Regions from separate parts of the Rattus norvegicus genome. Here region 2 is linked to region 1. Evidence: chromatin contacts called from public Hi-C data. All regions are on one chromosome and are shown on one strand. The core of a region is the stretch at or near the end of the contact, and the rest is flanking DNA. Distances in the headings are between cores, read along the strand shown. Region 1 overlaps Sfmbt2 (Scm-like with four mbt domains 2). Region 2 has its middle 14 kb from the start of Sfmbt2.

Region 1 (7,940 bases), core at 2,848-5,347:
ACCAACAACGAAACCCCATACTAGCTAATACTGCTGTCAAGGTGGAGTACATTGGAGAGCTTCATTGTTTGTGGGCGTGGATGGGTGTGAGGGTGTGTACAGGGGCAGCCAGGAGACAGTCCCAAGTCACAATCCTCAGCTTACTTTTAGACAGAGTCTCTTTTTTTTGGCCTGGTACTTGCTGGTTAGAGTGTGTGTACTGTCCAGAAAGCACAGCAATCCATGTTTGTGTGCCTCCTTCATGTAAGGATAACCATCGTGTGCCACCGCTCCTGGATATTTTATGTGGGTTCTGGGGATTGGCACAGTTTCTCATGCTTATAAGGAAAGCACTTTACCCACTGAACCATCCTGGAGATAGCTTTGTAATCTTGCTGCCCCCCCAACCTCCAGAGAGAGAGAGAAGAGAGAGAGAGAGAGAGAGAGAGAGAGAGAGAGAGAGAGAGAGAGAGAGAGAGAGAGAGACTGAGTTTATAATAGTAATCATGTTTGGTTCTGAGATCTGGCTGATGCTGACACTTGCCCATGAGAACCAGGGAGGACTAACAAGTCACACTTACTTGTATCAGAAATGAATGACAGCTGTAGCCAGGTTGGGACGGTGGGGACAGATGGGCTAAGTGGATGTAACATTCAAGCACACAGAGTCTGCCAATAACACTGTGGGTTAGTGTTGCCTCTAGATGGAGAATCCATGGTCCATCCATATTTGAGTCTGAGGCTTTAGGTTGACCAGAACAGACAAGATCCTGGTCATGATGCTGGCCTGCTAATTGCTTTTGCATAGCTGTAAGCAAGTTCAAGATGGAAACAGCTTAAAGGAGATTATTTTTAAAGGTTATTTTGCCTCACAGTTACAGAGGGCTCTTTTCATCTGGTGCAGTTGGGCAGGGGAATGTGTGATGTGAAAGTCTATTTGATTTATGGTAGCCAGGAAGCATAGGCCAAGACAGGAAGGGACTAAGGATTATATACTCCCAAGAATCTATCCTCAATGGCTGACTTCCTTCAGGTAGGCTCCACTGCCTATAGGTCATCTCTGCAGTATCGAGGCTGGACAGCTTTTGATGACTAGATAGTTTTTTATTTTCACATTTATGACCTATGGAGCCAAGGAAGGGGCCTGAGAGTCTCTCTGCTGTGGTTTCGTGTGAGGGGAGTTAAAAACGGACTTGAGATTTCAGAGTCAGGGCAGAATGGAGGTCAGAGACATGATAGATGGCTCTCATAGGTGAGGCTACCCACCATACTTCAGTGTCTTTTATCTTGATGAGAAGGCTGTGGTTCTTACAATTCCAAACTTAACAGTCCCCTAGGAGTTTGGTGTGCCTGAAATTCCAGCACCCAGGAGCTCACACAGGACTGTGAGTTCAAGGCCAGCTTCAGTCATCTACTGAGATCCTCTCTTAGAAACAAAACTTTAGTAAACCATGTTTCATGTCCAAGGTTATTGATAATTTGAGTATGCTAGAGGCTAGTTCCAAGAGCCCCGGCATAGGAGAGCCGCCTTTCCCTTTAAAGGGCTAATGTTTAAAAGAATATGCATGTCATCCCGAGAGCAGCACAAATTTCCTTTCGTTTATATCCAACAGCTTTTAGAATTGAATAGTTACACAAAACAAGGCCCAGTTGTCCTTTGAAACGTTTATGTGGTTTGCAGTGAGCCTGTAAGCTGATGTTTGTAAAGAAATTTCATCAGAGGAAGGCAGAGGAAGTGAAGAAAAATTGGTTTTGAGGAGTTTTGTATTTATTTGTTTAATTATTTCTTATCGAGGAGCAGAGTTGCTGTTGAACGTAGTTGATTAAACAATGTAAAGATTCAGAAAGCTCGTAATGACATATTTTTATAATGGCTTGGAACGGACTCCCTCAGCACCAAACATGGATTATCAGACGTGGAGAACCACTCAAACAATCTGTCATTAAGTTTTTCCCACAATGAATAGTTGTGTCATCTCATTAGCATGCGTTCAGCCTGCTTCTCAGACAGGCTTGTTCTGAATCTCTTTTGAGGCCCTCACAAAGTGCAGAGAAGTTTCAGTGTCTGCACATTTCCCCACCACCCTCACACACAAACAAATGAGGTTCATCGAAAATCACCACAGGTGATAACAAATCCTCCCCTTCCCCTCTCTCCCCTCTCTCCCCTCCCTCCCCTCCCCCTCATTTCTTCCCCCTCCCTCCCTTCCTTTCCCCCTACTATCCCTCTCTCTGTCTCTCCTCTCTCTCTATTTCTCTCTTCCTCCTCCCTCCTCCCTCCTCCCTCCTCCCCTCTCTTCTTTCTCCCTACTCCATTTCTCTGTCTCTGTCTCTTTCCTTTCCTTCGACAGACTAGCCTTGAAATTAAACAGGAAGTCATTTTTTATTTCACCCACCTTTCAAGTGGTGGGACCACAGGCATGGACCATCATAAAGGTTTGCAGTAAAGCTAAAAATGCCTTTTGATTTTAATTTTTTTTTTTGAGCTTTGATTTTTAGCTGTTGGTCCTGTTGAGACCCAGGCTAGGTGAAGGGAGGTTTCGTAGTGTTACTTGCAACAATATTTAATCACATATGTTTTGTGAGAAGAAAGCAAAGTTCCTTTCACGGTCTCCATCCGCACGTCGGATGTGAAATTTGTTAGTCCATTCAAACTGAGTTAAGTCTCTAATGTCCGTGGACCATTAGGTTTGTAAGTATTGCTAATGGTCCGTTCTGTTGTGTGTGTGTTAATGTGCCCTTCCCGGGTGGGTTTCTGTGAAGGATAATATAAGTAACTCGCCAGTAAATTAGCATCAATTAAAACTTCGATTAGACAGCTGGCAGAAGTCTTTTCATGTTAAGTACAGTTGTGTTTAGTTCAGACTTAATATTTCCTGGTCTCATCCATGGTCTCTGCTCCATTCTCTACCTGGATTTCTACCTGGAGCTCTCAACTTTCTTCCCCCAGGTTGCTTTTGGCCAGTGTTCTATCACTGCAACAGAGAGGCAAACTAGCTGATTCTGTAAGACTGTGATGGCGTCTTCTGGTAGCTTGGGGAAAGGGACACCATTTCTCTGTGTGGTTGCTTACCGCAGTGCATGTGACCCTCTGTGTGTTCAGAAGTTGTAGACTTTGTGTGGAATCAAGGATGTACAAATTGATTAGTTCATGATCTAATTTCCGTAGGAGGTGATAGCCCACTTAGAGAACCGAGAATGATCTTGAAGGGACTTACTAATGAAGGTATTTTGAATTTACTATCTCTGGGTGAACAGTTGACCTTTTGTAAGATAATGGGATGTTCTTATCTATCTATCTATCGATCGATTGATCCATTCATCATCCATCTATGTATGTATGTATGTATGTATGTATGCATGTATGTATGTATGTATCCATTCATCCATCCATCCATCCTTCCATCCATCCATCCATCCACCCACCCACCCACTCACCTACCCACTTATTGGTGTTGTTATCAACTCCACTGTGCACATTGTCTGAATGATGATGTCTGAGAGTATTTGCTTGTACCAGATATGTTGATACAGGTTCTCATGTGCCCTTCTTTATTTTCTGGAGGCGTCTTGACACAAACATCTCTTTTTCCTCATTACTCCCCTTCACGAAGATATTAATAGAATTCCTTGGATGTTTCCATGGTTTAGTAAAACTAATGGTTTAGTAAAATTGTTTTTCTTTTAATTTAGCACCAGAGTGGCTTAAGCTTTTGGCTCATTTAAGCAGATATTTCAGGACAGTTTTTTTGTAAAGACAAAAGCAGTGGAGACATTAATGACTAGATTTAAAAACGCAATTTAGATAAGTATTTCTTGGTAACTGTGAGAGTTGTTCCTGGATGACTCAGCACTATGGTTTTCGGTCTCATTCACTTGTGGATGGTTTGTTTCTCTTCCTCTTCACTCCCTGAGTTAAACTAACCGAGACAAGCACTTGCACATGCCTAATAGGCTGTGGTGGCTAATATGTAAACTGACTCATGTAACACCCACCAGCTGACTTGTCATACAGATATTGGGGTTCTCTAGACTAGAATCCATTTGTTGTTATTGAGGTTTGCGTTTGAGGACCTTGGGGCGCTCACTGCGAACACATGACACATTGTTTTTTAATGAGTCAATGAACTGTCTTCGAATTCTCGACTCTCTCTTGGCATGCTCTGCGAAACTGTATGCATCACGGTTTCTCGCTGTGGCTTTTAGCTTTCCTTTTCATAATGAGTGGCAGAATGCTCTCTAATTCTGCTTCGAAAACTTTCTTTACTATGGGAAATTTAAGTACACGCAAAACCTCTTCTGTTCATCCCTCAAGGCTAACCACGAATCTGTTCAAAGCCAATCTTTTGTTTAATCAATGCGCCACCCACTTTCCCTGGCCCTTACTGCTTAAAAGCAAATCCTAGACATCGTATCAGTTCATCTGTAAATATTTTAGCATGTGTCTCTCATAGATAATTCTGCACATGTGTGTGTGGAATCATTGAGAAGTCATGGCGACTTAAAGGGAGGCTTTTTATTTATTTTCAAGATGGTTTTTAAGAACTGGAGCCAACACTGATTTAAAAAAAAAAAAGAACACTCCCCTAGTGGAAGTTAAATGCCTCTTCTGAAAAACTGTGGAATGAGTCAAAAACTGAAATTAATTCAACACCTCTACTCAGCCCAACTTACCAAAAATTAAAACCAGAAGAAGGGGGTGATTTTTCTTTTAGAGTTAAAAAAAATTGTGTTTTTCTTTCTTTGGTGGGCCTGGAATAAATACTAAATTTAAATTTATTATTTTTAGATTTAGTGGGTTTAGCCCCAAGCACAGTGGTGGTCGCACCCATCGTATAATCCCATTACCTGGGAGAATGAGGCACGAGGCTCTCGATTAATGGTCGACCTTGGCTACAGATTTGTATCTCAAATGAAACAATAAATAAATAAATAAACATACAAATGAATGAATGAATAAATAAATAACAACATAAATTAGTAAATAAATCCAGTAGCTTTAGGTTCCTCTTTCTCATGTGTCTATGTTAATGTTCCGCACACAGGAAAGAACATTCTAGATCTGGTCTTGGGTTCATAACTGAGGAGGGAGTCCAGTCGTTGTCCTGAGTGACTTGATTCCCTACTGTGCTAGTGATCTTTCTCTTGGTTGTGACTGGGGCTGACTTTGGTTTGTTGATTGAAAAGGGAGAGGCCCAGGAGGGAATGCAGTCTGTCATAGCAGGGTAGGCGTGGTGAAGGAGCCGTGGTGGCCAGTCCTGTTTCTTCTCCAGTCAGTAACTAGAAGCAGACAGTAAGCAGGCTTTGGTTTGTAAACCTCAACAGCCCCCCTCCCAATAATCCCTACTCCCCCCTCCCCACACACACCAGTGATTCTCTTCCTGTAGCTGGACTTCACCTCCGAAAGGTTCCATAACCTTCCAAAACAGTTCCACTAGCCAGGAACAATGTGGTCAAACCCAGGAGCCAGTGGAGGATGTTTGACATTCAAACTCAGTGCGTACTAACTCCTTCAGACCCCTTAGAGCAGTGGCTCTCAGCCTTCCTACACACTGCAACCCTTTCATACAGTTTACCATGTTGTGGTAACCCCAATCATAAAATTATTTCATTGCTGCCGTAATTTTGCTAATGTTATGAACTGCGATGTAGACACCTGATGTGCAGGACGTCTGATATGTGAAGTGCTGCCTTAGAGAAATCTTGTGGCACAGAAGACAACTACTGTCTGTTCATCTGTCAGCACTGTGGACAGGGGTTGATCAATTCCGTATCACAGAAGTGTGGGTTTTTCTGCTTGTGGAGTGTGGTCCCAGTAACTGGGAACTTTGTTTCTCAATGAGGATGAACTTAAAATCAGGCCAGTGCATGCTCGCCTTTAGAACTTTGTGTCTAGAGGATTCCTGCAGTTCCTGTCCCTAATACTTTTTCTATTAACTGCCTCCCTTTCTCTGTTGACAGTCAGGACATATACAATATGTCTGCACACCTATAAGTGCACACATGCACACATGCACACACATAGGCACACATGCATACATACACAAACACATACACATGCACACATGCACACACATAGGCACACATGCATACATACACAAACACATACACATGTACACACACACACACAGATGCACACATGCACTCACATGACCTCCCCAAGATGTTCTCCAAGATCCTTATGCTATCAAGAATAGATGGAATACAAGTGGATGCGGGACATCATTTGCTGACTCCCCAAATCCCTGCACATGGGGAAACTTCATCTGCTCTCTTATCCTCCTCTGGGAAAATACCAGGCTTTCACAAACTAACATGACTTTTTCTATTCAGACATTTGCTATGTGTAAGGTAAAGGATTAAATTCAGGGACATGATTAGGTATTGATACTTGAAGATAATGCTTCTTAGCATTTCTGTTCTGGTCAGCTTTCCTCTCAGTCTCTTGTGCAAACGGGCAGTCAAAAATTATTTTTTTCTGATATTTTGTGCATCGGCAGACGCACGGTTACATAATATTGATGATTAATCAATTGCATGTGTTGAGGAATAATGGGGACAGGGGAGGGTCTTAGCATGTGCAAGATTTATTAGATTCTCCCGATGGCATTTGTATTTCTGCGCAGGAACATGCTTTATGATAAAGATTTGGTAGGCCAATGGTGTCAGAAGATGCTGCTGTGGGAACAGGAAGGGAAAGGAGTATGAAGTGCTTTCGCTAACCTCCACACAGGGCTTCTCGCTTATGTTCCTGGTAATTTGCGGCTAGCACAGTAGCCCCTAGAATCCTGAGTGCTGACTTCCTGACTGACATGTGGGGGTCGAGTGGCCAGTACATTTAAATGTGAGTGGGTGACTTAAGTCTGCAGGACCCCCGGCTGCTGTTTTCCTCGGTTTCCTTTCTTCTGCCACACAGAACTAAAAGGGATGAGTTAACATTTGTCTTTTGTGTCTGTCCCTTCTGGAGATCCTAGAAATATTTCTAAAACTATGCAAGATTAAAAAAAATTTCTTTATTTAGTTGCAGTTAAATTTTATTTTATGTGCACGAGTGTAGTCTTATGTATGTGCATGACTACAGCACATGTTACTCCCGCCGGTGGAGGCCAGAGCCTCAGAGCACTTGGGCCTGGAGTATAGACCGTTGCGGCCCACCATGTGGGTGTTGGGCAGCCAGTCCTGGAGCCATCTCTTTAGCTCCCAAACATTAAGGTTTCTTTGGTGGGATTCATGCTCGTGTAAGGAACATTCGCTGTTTGGACCATGGCATTTCTCTCTAGAACATTCCATGTTTAGTCAGTGTGAATTGAATACAAACGGGACTGGGTCGTGTGTGTGTGTGTGTGTGTGTGTGTGTGTGTGTGTGTGTGTGTGTGTAATTTCACAGTGTGAAAAAAGTTTCAGAAGTATTGAAAACTCCTTAGTGTCTTCTTATTCCGTGCCCACTGAGAGGCTTATGTTGCCAGAGTCCCGGAGAAACCTCACTAGAGTTTGGAGGGGGCTTTCATACAAGTGAGGAACTGAAATGATGAGATAGAAGCCAGCTTCCTTCTTTTCTAGGAATGACGTCTTGGCGCATGTCAATGATTTGATTATGGCGGCCTGAGTTGAAACCATGAAGTTCACAGCTGTGTCTGGAGCAGAACAGGCAGAGCCACAAAACATTGGGGATAGGGTCTTAGGACTCTTTTAAGAAAGATGCCAATGCGTATTTTAGGTTTAGGGAGGAAGAGGGCCGTGTCCCCAGGCCAATTTCCAGGTGTTCTCACTGGGTACCCCTGCCATCTTCCAGACGGTTTTACGCCAAATCGCTCACTGTCCTGCTGTGCTTTACAGAAATGTGAGCTCACCTTCTCCTTCTAAAGGGCGAGACAGCCATTTTCATTCCAAAGAAGAGGCCCTTTCATGTTAAGAGTCATCCTGTAATAAAACCCGTCATTTTGTTAATTAAAAAGATTACA
Region 2 (7,940 bases), core at 2,548-5,047, 48 kb before region 1:
CACTGGGGAGAACTAAGGGAAGAAAAGTGCTGGTATCTCTCTGAGGACAGTATTCCAGAGAGAGAAGTCAGGAGATGCAGAGGCCCCGAGACAGGGATGTGCTCTAGTTGACACACAAGGTTACCATGAGAATGCTCATCACCTAAGGGCTGTGTGCTCTCACGAGTTTGCAAAGACAGAAGAAGGCAAAAGACACAGGGCAGTTAATGTTGCTCGTTATTTGCTCCCTGAGTGTATCCTGCCATGGTCAGTTTGCGTGATGCAACCTAGATTCTCCTGAAGAGAGATGGTCTAGATCAGGTTGGCTGGTGGATGTGTGCATGAGGAATTCTCTTAACTAGCTTAATTATGTGAGAAGACTCAGCCTGAAAAGGCAGCCCTATTCCCTGGGTTTGGGGCCGGAACTGTGTGAGAGAAAAAGCTGAACAGTAAGTGTGCATGCGTTTGTTCCTTCTCTGCCCTTCCTTGTGGTTGTGATGTGATGATCGGTCACAGAACCCTGCCTTTGTGATTCTTCTGCGGGAAGGCACTATGACTTGGTGCTAAAAGGAGCCCTTTCTCCAGCAAGTTGCTTTTTATCAGGGGTTTTATCACAGCAATTGAAATGAAATTAGGACACACCCCAAGTCAGTGACGTGAACCTATACCCAGGTGGCTGTCTCCTGGGAGAAACGACAAGTTCTCTCTTCTTACTGTGGCATTGAATGGATGACTTTCTACATGAAAATGCTGGGAGCAGGAGACAGGTCAAAAGTAAAGAGTCCCCAATAAACGCTATGAAAATGGGGAGTGAAAAATGCTACTCACGGACCAAGTAAGGTCCTGGTTTTGGGGAGGAGAGCCTCCACCTTGGAATGGTTTTTCTGTTTAGTGGGCCTGGTCCCTCCACTGGATTTCCGACGACGACGTGCCATCTTACGATGTCACTGTCAAGGTTGTTTTGAGATGGAACTGCCGCTGAGGCAGCAGAGTCCTTTCAACAGGCTTCCAGGACCACGGCTGAAGACAAAATTAACAAGGATACGGTTCAGAGTGGCTCATGGTGGGGCAGGAACCACAGGCCGCTAATCCCAGTTGTGCAGGAGCCTGAGGCAGGGTGATTCTAAGTTCTAGGCCATTCTGAGCAACTCAGTGAGACTGATCTCAAGACTAAAAAAAGTAAGGCTCAGGTACGAGGCTTAGTGGATAAGATGCCTGCCTACCATGCAGGAAGCCCTGGGTTCCATCCCTGGCACTATGTGAACCCAGATATGGTGGCACATACGGTTATCCCGACCACCAGGATAAACAGAACCAGGCAGAGCTTGGAGTCTGAAGCTAGCCTGGTCTGCACAAAGAGACCCTGTCTCAAGGAAAACAAAACAGTAAAAAGTAAAATAAAGGGGCCAGGGGATATACTTTGGTGGTAGAAAGCTTACAAAAGATTCAATTTCCAGAATAGCAATAGTATGTATATAACAACGACAACAACAACAATGGTGCCAAACTGTATTGCTCTTTGTAGCTGAGAGGGAAGCCGCCCTGAGAAAGACCTGTGACCTTTACTTCCACACCTTGTACTATCCTAACAGTCTCACCAAAGCCTCTGCACTCCCCAGATTGCTATGTTCGCTGCTGGCTGATAAATCAGCATTCTTTTTTTTTTTAATATTTTATTTATTTATTATATATATGAGTACACTGTAGCTGTCTTCAGACACACCAGAAGAGGGCATCAGATCTCATTACAGATGGTTGTGAGCCACCATGTGGTTGCTGGGATTTGAACTCAGGACCTCGGGAAGAGCAGTCGGTGCCCTTAACCACTGAGCCATCTCTCCAGCCCCTAAATCAGCATTCTTAAGAAAGGCACCAGCACCCCACAGCTGCCACCTCCCCGCCGGTAGGGTCCACCCTCCTTCAATGACACCACACTAAGGCAAGCCACTCCAAGCCTAAACCCTGCATTCAAAGGGCCCACTCGTCAGTCGGAAGCTGTGTAAATAAACTTTGCTTTCAGAATCGCCAAACTGATCTGTACTCCTCTTCCAAGGAGCAACAGAAAAGGAACAGTCTCCAGACCGAAGAGTCACCTCGGCAGTGACAACACTACCCTTGTTTACAGACGGGAGGAGGGATCAGTCTCTGGATCACACTCAGGTCAAGGCCAAAGCCTTCACTTTACACTTCAAAGTCTTACACTTACTGAGTCTCTTTGAGGTACAAATTACCCAGGTAAACAGCGGGGTCAAGCTGGGATTAGACTTGTGGGTTTTCACCGAGGGAAATGTTAGGTGGGCAGTGCGGCTGCGGTTCAGCAGGGACAAGCATGACAACCTGAGTTCGAATCTCTAGCACCCACCTCAAGACTCTGTGATCCCAGCACTGAGCGAAGTGGGGGGAGGAGACCGGATGATCTCTCTCCGGGGTTTACTTATTAACAACCTACCCTGTGAGAGACTCTGACTCAAGGGAATAAGGGGAGAGCAAAAGCTCAAGCCTGCTTCTGGTCTCTACACATGCACACATGCCCACAAGCTGAGTGATTTTCCTCAATTACTAGACAGGAAGAATAGAAACTACCTGATGAGTTTTAAATGTGGACAGTCTGGGTCACACAGCTTGGTTATAAAAAGAGGAGGGGGTACTTCTGTCACACAGAACTTTTTGATTTTACAAATTTTCCTTCTTGTTTTCCTCTTCTCCTGCTATCCCAGTGAAGGGTACGCCTGCAAAAGTCACCTATAGGTTGGAGAGTCGGCTCTAACAGTGACAGTGCTGTACAACTTGTTGTCTAAGCTCAGTTCTCACAGTGGAAGGAGAAAGCTGACTCTCCTTTCTCTCCTCTCTCTTTCTCGGTCTCTCCCTCCCCCTCCCTCCCTCCCCCCCTCTCTTTCTCACACACACACACACACACACACACACACGCACACGCACATGTAAAATAAAAATTAAAAGTATCATTTATGCTAAAACGTTTGTACGCTTCTAAGAGCCCAAGGCAGTTTGAAATAGGAGTAGAAATACGAAAACAAGTGGGGTCAAATTAAATACTTTGAATAGTGTGAAAAGAACTCATTTAAGTTAGAGCAAACTTTACAATGCTCCTGAGGTAAGAAAGGGTGGGGATATCTATCTCTTGGTGTCATTTCTCCCAAGGACCAGCTAAGGGAAAAATAGGTGGTTTGCTCCCATTTATAGGACTCAATATTAAATTTTAATTTGGGGGCTTTTAATGAGACTCTTCCACGTCTGAGATTCTTGATAATTTAGTTAAGGGAGAGCATTTCAGTTGGTAGAGTGCTTGCCTAATGTGATCTTAGGTTCCACATCTGTAATCCTAGCATTTGTAAGGTTCGGGAGGTCGAGGATGTCTCTGGCTATAAAATACGTTCACATCTTGGGCTGCGTTAAGACCCAGGCTCAAAAACAAATATAACAACAAACAAACAAACAAACAAACAAACAAACAAAACATGGAGGGAGGAAGGGATGAAGGAGAAGGAAGGGAGGAAGACAGGAGCAAAATATGTGCTTTGTCATCTGGATTCTGAACACGGTGCTTGGTAGTACAGTCTAAGGTTATCGCAGACTAGCTTACAAATAAATGAGATTCAGATTATAGTTACTTTATTTGGCTTTGACAACTACTGGGGGGGTCACCTCTAATCTATTCTTTTTAACTGCTGGCCTGGCTGCCTCCCCAGCGGTATACCCCAGATACTTGCTGTTTCTCCTGGCCATGTGCTTATGGTTCCTCTCCCTAATGGCGGCTTCCTCCTCCTCTTCCCCATGTTCTCCCGCCTTCTCTCCCGATCTTTCCTCCTCCAATCAGGTCACTCCAAACCCACCTACCTCTAATCCCTCCGGTGATTGGCTGATTGGCCGTAGCCAATTTTATTTAACCAATAGCTTTAAACCAAAGAACAAGGTTTGCACAACAAAAGCTTTTAACCGCAAGAAGTCCTTTGTTGCGCCAAACCTTCCCGATTAAAATTTTAGCATTAGAATACATAGTAATAGACTAAACCTCAACATTATTTAACTCAGCAGGTAAAGTTAACAGTTTATGCTCACATGCCCGCCAAACACCATCCAACTTTTATGATTCTTCCTTTCAAAAACAGTTAGGGCAGCCCCAGGGCATCTCTGGCCACGGCTCCTACCGCACTTTGTCCTAAATTTCAGTTCCGGAACCTTCTCCCATATGAAATCTCATGTCCCTTTCTGTCATTGTCGCTTTCTTTGCTTTTCTCTTTTCCATTTTGTGAACCTCCAAGTGGCACCTTGTGGGATTGCTTACCTTTGATTTCTCCTTAATGGAATGTAAGCAGACACGGAACAATGTCTAGGACATTGGCGGTCTTCAGTAAATGCTGTTGACCGAGTAGATGTGAGTGCGGGCTGTTGCTGGCTGTTTGTGGTACTGGGACCCGACCCCTGGGCCTGGTTGATGCTAGGTGACTATCCTATGGCAGAGTCACAACCATAGCCTTGGTTTTAGTTTTCATTACTTCGCGTTTTCTAGACCTCACTGTAAACATTTACCTCTTCATTAAACTGGCTTAGGAAAACTTTGGAAGAGTTCTTTCCCCTCAACATAAGGTTCCTTTGCCTTATGAAAATAAGGTTGGCACCACTAAGAACTCAACATGATAATCAATTCGTGGTCATTTATAAATATTAAAAAATAAAAACCGGGGTTGGGGATTTAGCTCAGTGGTAGAGCGCTTGCCTAGCAAGCACAAGGCCCTGGGTTCGGTCCCCAGCTCCAAAAAAGAAAAAAAAAAAAAAAGAAAAGAAAGAAAAGAAAAAAAAAAACCTCTTAAGTGGATGATAAAATAGTACTCTCTCAAAGAACTAGTTTAAATGATTCATCGTGAAATTTGGAAGCAATTTTTAATTTTCAAAGAACATCCGAGTCCTTTAAACGCTTAACACTGAAAAGGATACATGATTTGATAGGATTATTTCAGCTTCTGTATACACAGAACTGTTGACCCACTGTGTTACATTAAACCTAGTCAGGACCCATGTCTTCCCTTACTACTGATGCCTGTATTTGCCAATGTCCTTTAAATTACAAACAAACACACACACACACACACACACACACACACAAAGACTACCTTTAGAAATTCCCAAGGCAAGTCAGTGTCTGCTTCCAGTAGATGGCACCGCAGAGCAAGCCTTTGTAGATCTAGTAACTCGTCCCTTTGATCATGGAAATCATTATTTATTGTTATGAGGTCACATCAAGAGACTGACACAGTGACAGCAAACATGTAAGGGACTTCGTGCTGTATTCTGTCACCGACATCTCATGTGTACACTATAACTGGGCACTCGCTAATATAGGTGCTTCCTGTCGCTGAAGTGACCCACCATGAATATGCATGGAACCACGTTTTGATGCTGGGTTTTGCCTGCCCATTTTAATTTGCTTAGTTTATTTTATGTTATATGTTCAGTGGGACTGTATACATCTTCATGGTGCCAAATTTGACCTCATTCAGGCCATTTAACACACGCAGGGGAAGGATTGTTCTGGAGTCAGAAGCCATATCCCTGACGTGTGTGTGTGTGTGTGTGTGTGTGTGTGTGTGTGTGTGTGTGTGTGTGGTGATGTGTGGGTGGGTGTGGGTGTTCATGTACCCAAGACTTTTGACCATTAAAATGTTGGGTTAAAAAATTCTAGTGGTCCCAGAAAATGCCATGTCTCAATTACGCACACACACACACACACACACACACACACACACACACACACACACACACACGGTGTTTCAGGTACAGTGACGCTGAGTAGGATTCAGATTGTGTGTCAAGGAATATGTTAACAATGTTTCTTAAAACCATTTAAAGGGGATGTTGTGCATGATATCGGCTAGTAGTTATTAAATGCTATCATATATAAAAACATACCTGGAAGAGTGTCCGAGGTGAATTAGGTTGGAACTGGGGATGTAGCTTAGTTGGTAGTGCGCTTGCCTAAGATGCAGAAGGCCCTAGGTTTGATCCCAAAGACCTCATTGAAAGCAGATATGGTGATGCTTGCTGGCACTGATCATCCTCTAGTGTGTATGTGAATTTAAGGCTAGCCTGGGCTACAAGAAATCCCATCACAAAGCAATACAACCCCCCCTTTCTTTTCTGAGTGTAGAGGAATACGAAGGGCCGGACGGAGAATTCAAGTGTCTATTCTACAACTCCACTCACTTAATGGCATTTACCAAGTAATTTTAATAACCTTTCTGGATTCCAGCTCTCAAAATGGCTGGACCTGGGGCTTCGGGACAGCAACCAGGTTTTCCAAAAGAAAGCATTGTGAAGTATAATGCATGTGTCACTGTCTTCCCTGGGTGTTCAAGCCAATAGCTGTGAAAGTTCTTAGTGATCTTTGTCTGAAGGATTTTCCTCAGTGGAGAAAGCAGCTGTTAATTCAGACTGACACTCTGTAAGCCAGCTCTTAGCTCTTTCAGCAAATGTCCCATGACTGTCCAGGAACCATGCACTTTAAAAACATTCTGTTTTCTTCTTCTTCTTCTTCTTCTTCTTCTTCTTCTTCTTCTTCTTCTTCTTCTTCTTCTTCTTCTTCTTCTTCTTCTTCTTCTTCTTCTTCTCCTTCTCCTTCTCCTTCTCCTTCTCCTTCTCCTTCTCCTTCTCCTTCTCCTTCTCCTTCTCCTTCTCCTTCTTCTTCTTCTTTGACTTTTGTCAAAGGAAACAGAAATGTCTTGAAATTACACAAGTGGCCATAGGAATAAGGAACCTCTAAAATCACTACAAATACAATGAGAGGTTAGTTATATTCTGTGGACATCACTATAACGCACACATTAATAATTCTTTATCTATGTGAGGATGCTCTCTTTCTCCAGGTATTTTTTCAAAATCTCCTTCATGGCTGGTAATCTCACCTCAGCCTTGGACATTGCTATAGGCAAGATAAAACTCACACTGTAATGGTAATGATAGGAGGGAAGTCCAGAAAGGAAGAAATGAGAGCCAAAGAATACCTTCCCTGGACAGTCAGGTGAAGAGGCATCTGTGGACTTGATTTTTCTCTTCTCTCCGTGACCCCGGAGTTTATGGTTTGCCCTGTGTGGAACTGGTGGAGATAGTGTCAGAATATTACAGAAAGAAATTTGTGCCTATGGGGTAAAGCAGATCACTAGATAATCTTTGGAGTCATAAAAGGCTTTTACGAAACATCCAACCAGTGCGTTTATTTTAACTACTGGGGGAAATGCAGGAGAGGGAAACTGCTGGACTCCAAGAGGTAACACAGATAATTAATGATAAAGCAGGGACCAAGGTCACTTGATTCCTGGTCCTTAACCAAGTACTTTAATGCTAATAAAGGATTTAAAAAGGAGAGAGGGAGAGAGAGAGGGGAAGAGGGGGAGAGGGAGATGGAGGGAGGGAGGGAGGGAGAGAGAGAGAGAGAGAGAGAGAGAGAGAGAGATTCTCTTATGTGGTCTAAGAGGAAATAAGTTTTGGGGTAAAGGTTCTAGGAAAGAGAAGATTGCACACATTTGTCGAACATTAGTATTAGTTTTGGTTGTTAGTTCTGTCCTGCTTGTGCGTGAGCTTCTATGACCTGCATCTTAATATATATATGTTTATGTATATATGTATACATATGTAATATGTTTACATACAGTCTCTAGTAAGTGGATTTCTTTTTTCCTTTGAAGGGAATGATCATGTAAAGACTGCATGTGGCTCAGGAAATAAGCAACATTTATTTATTTATTTATTTATTTATTTATTTATTTATAGAGCAAAAAGATTCAAACCACCACATGCCTCCAATATAACCACAAACACAGTTTTCCTTTTCACTCAAGTTCTCATGATGCGACTCTTAGGAATTCACAGAATTCACGAAGGAGAAACTTTTCGTCTGTGAACTTTTCTAATTTTTTCCCCCGTGTCATCAGAGAAATGGAAGAGCAGGT

What was found. A called contact is a pair of places that touch in the nucleus more often than the background predicts.
Region 2: a contact with region 1 is called in a Hi-C map of the A7r5 cell line, with 2.3 times the contacts expected there. The contact joins two enhancer-like sites. A contact is called at or near these places in 5 of 12 Hi-C or Micro-C datasets (the A7r5 cell line, kidney, liver and 1 more).

What each region holds. Positions count from the first base shown.
Region 1 is chr17:72,993,553-73,001,492 of GRCr8, reverse strand. The region is part of intron 4 of Sfmbt2 (Scm-like with four mbt domains 2); the gene reads left to right. Among named protein-coding and RNA genes, the nearest start is that of Sfmbt2, 35 kb to the left of the region's middle. Within about 2 kb of position 4,097, at least 5 of the 93 cell types and tissues checked have an H3K27ac peak or open chromatin away from gene starts, as enhancers often do. A contact at or near this core is called in the A7r5 cell line, where this site is marked.
Region 2 is chr17:73,041,753-73,049,692 of GRCr8, reverse strand. No RefSeq gene overlaps it. Among named protein-coding and RNA genes, the nearest start is that of Sfmbt2, 14 kb to the right of the region's middle. Within about 2 kb of position 3,797, at least 3 of the 93 cell types and tissues checked have an H3K27ac peak or open chromatin away from gene starts, as enhancers often do. A contact at or near this core is called in the A7r5 cell line, where this site is marked.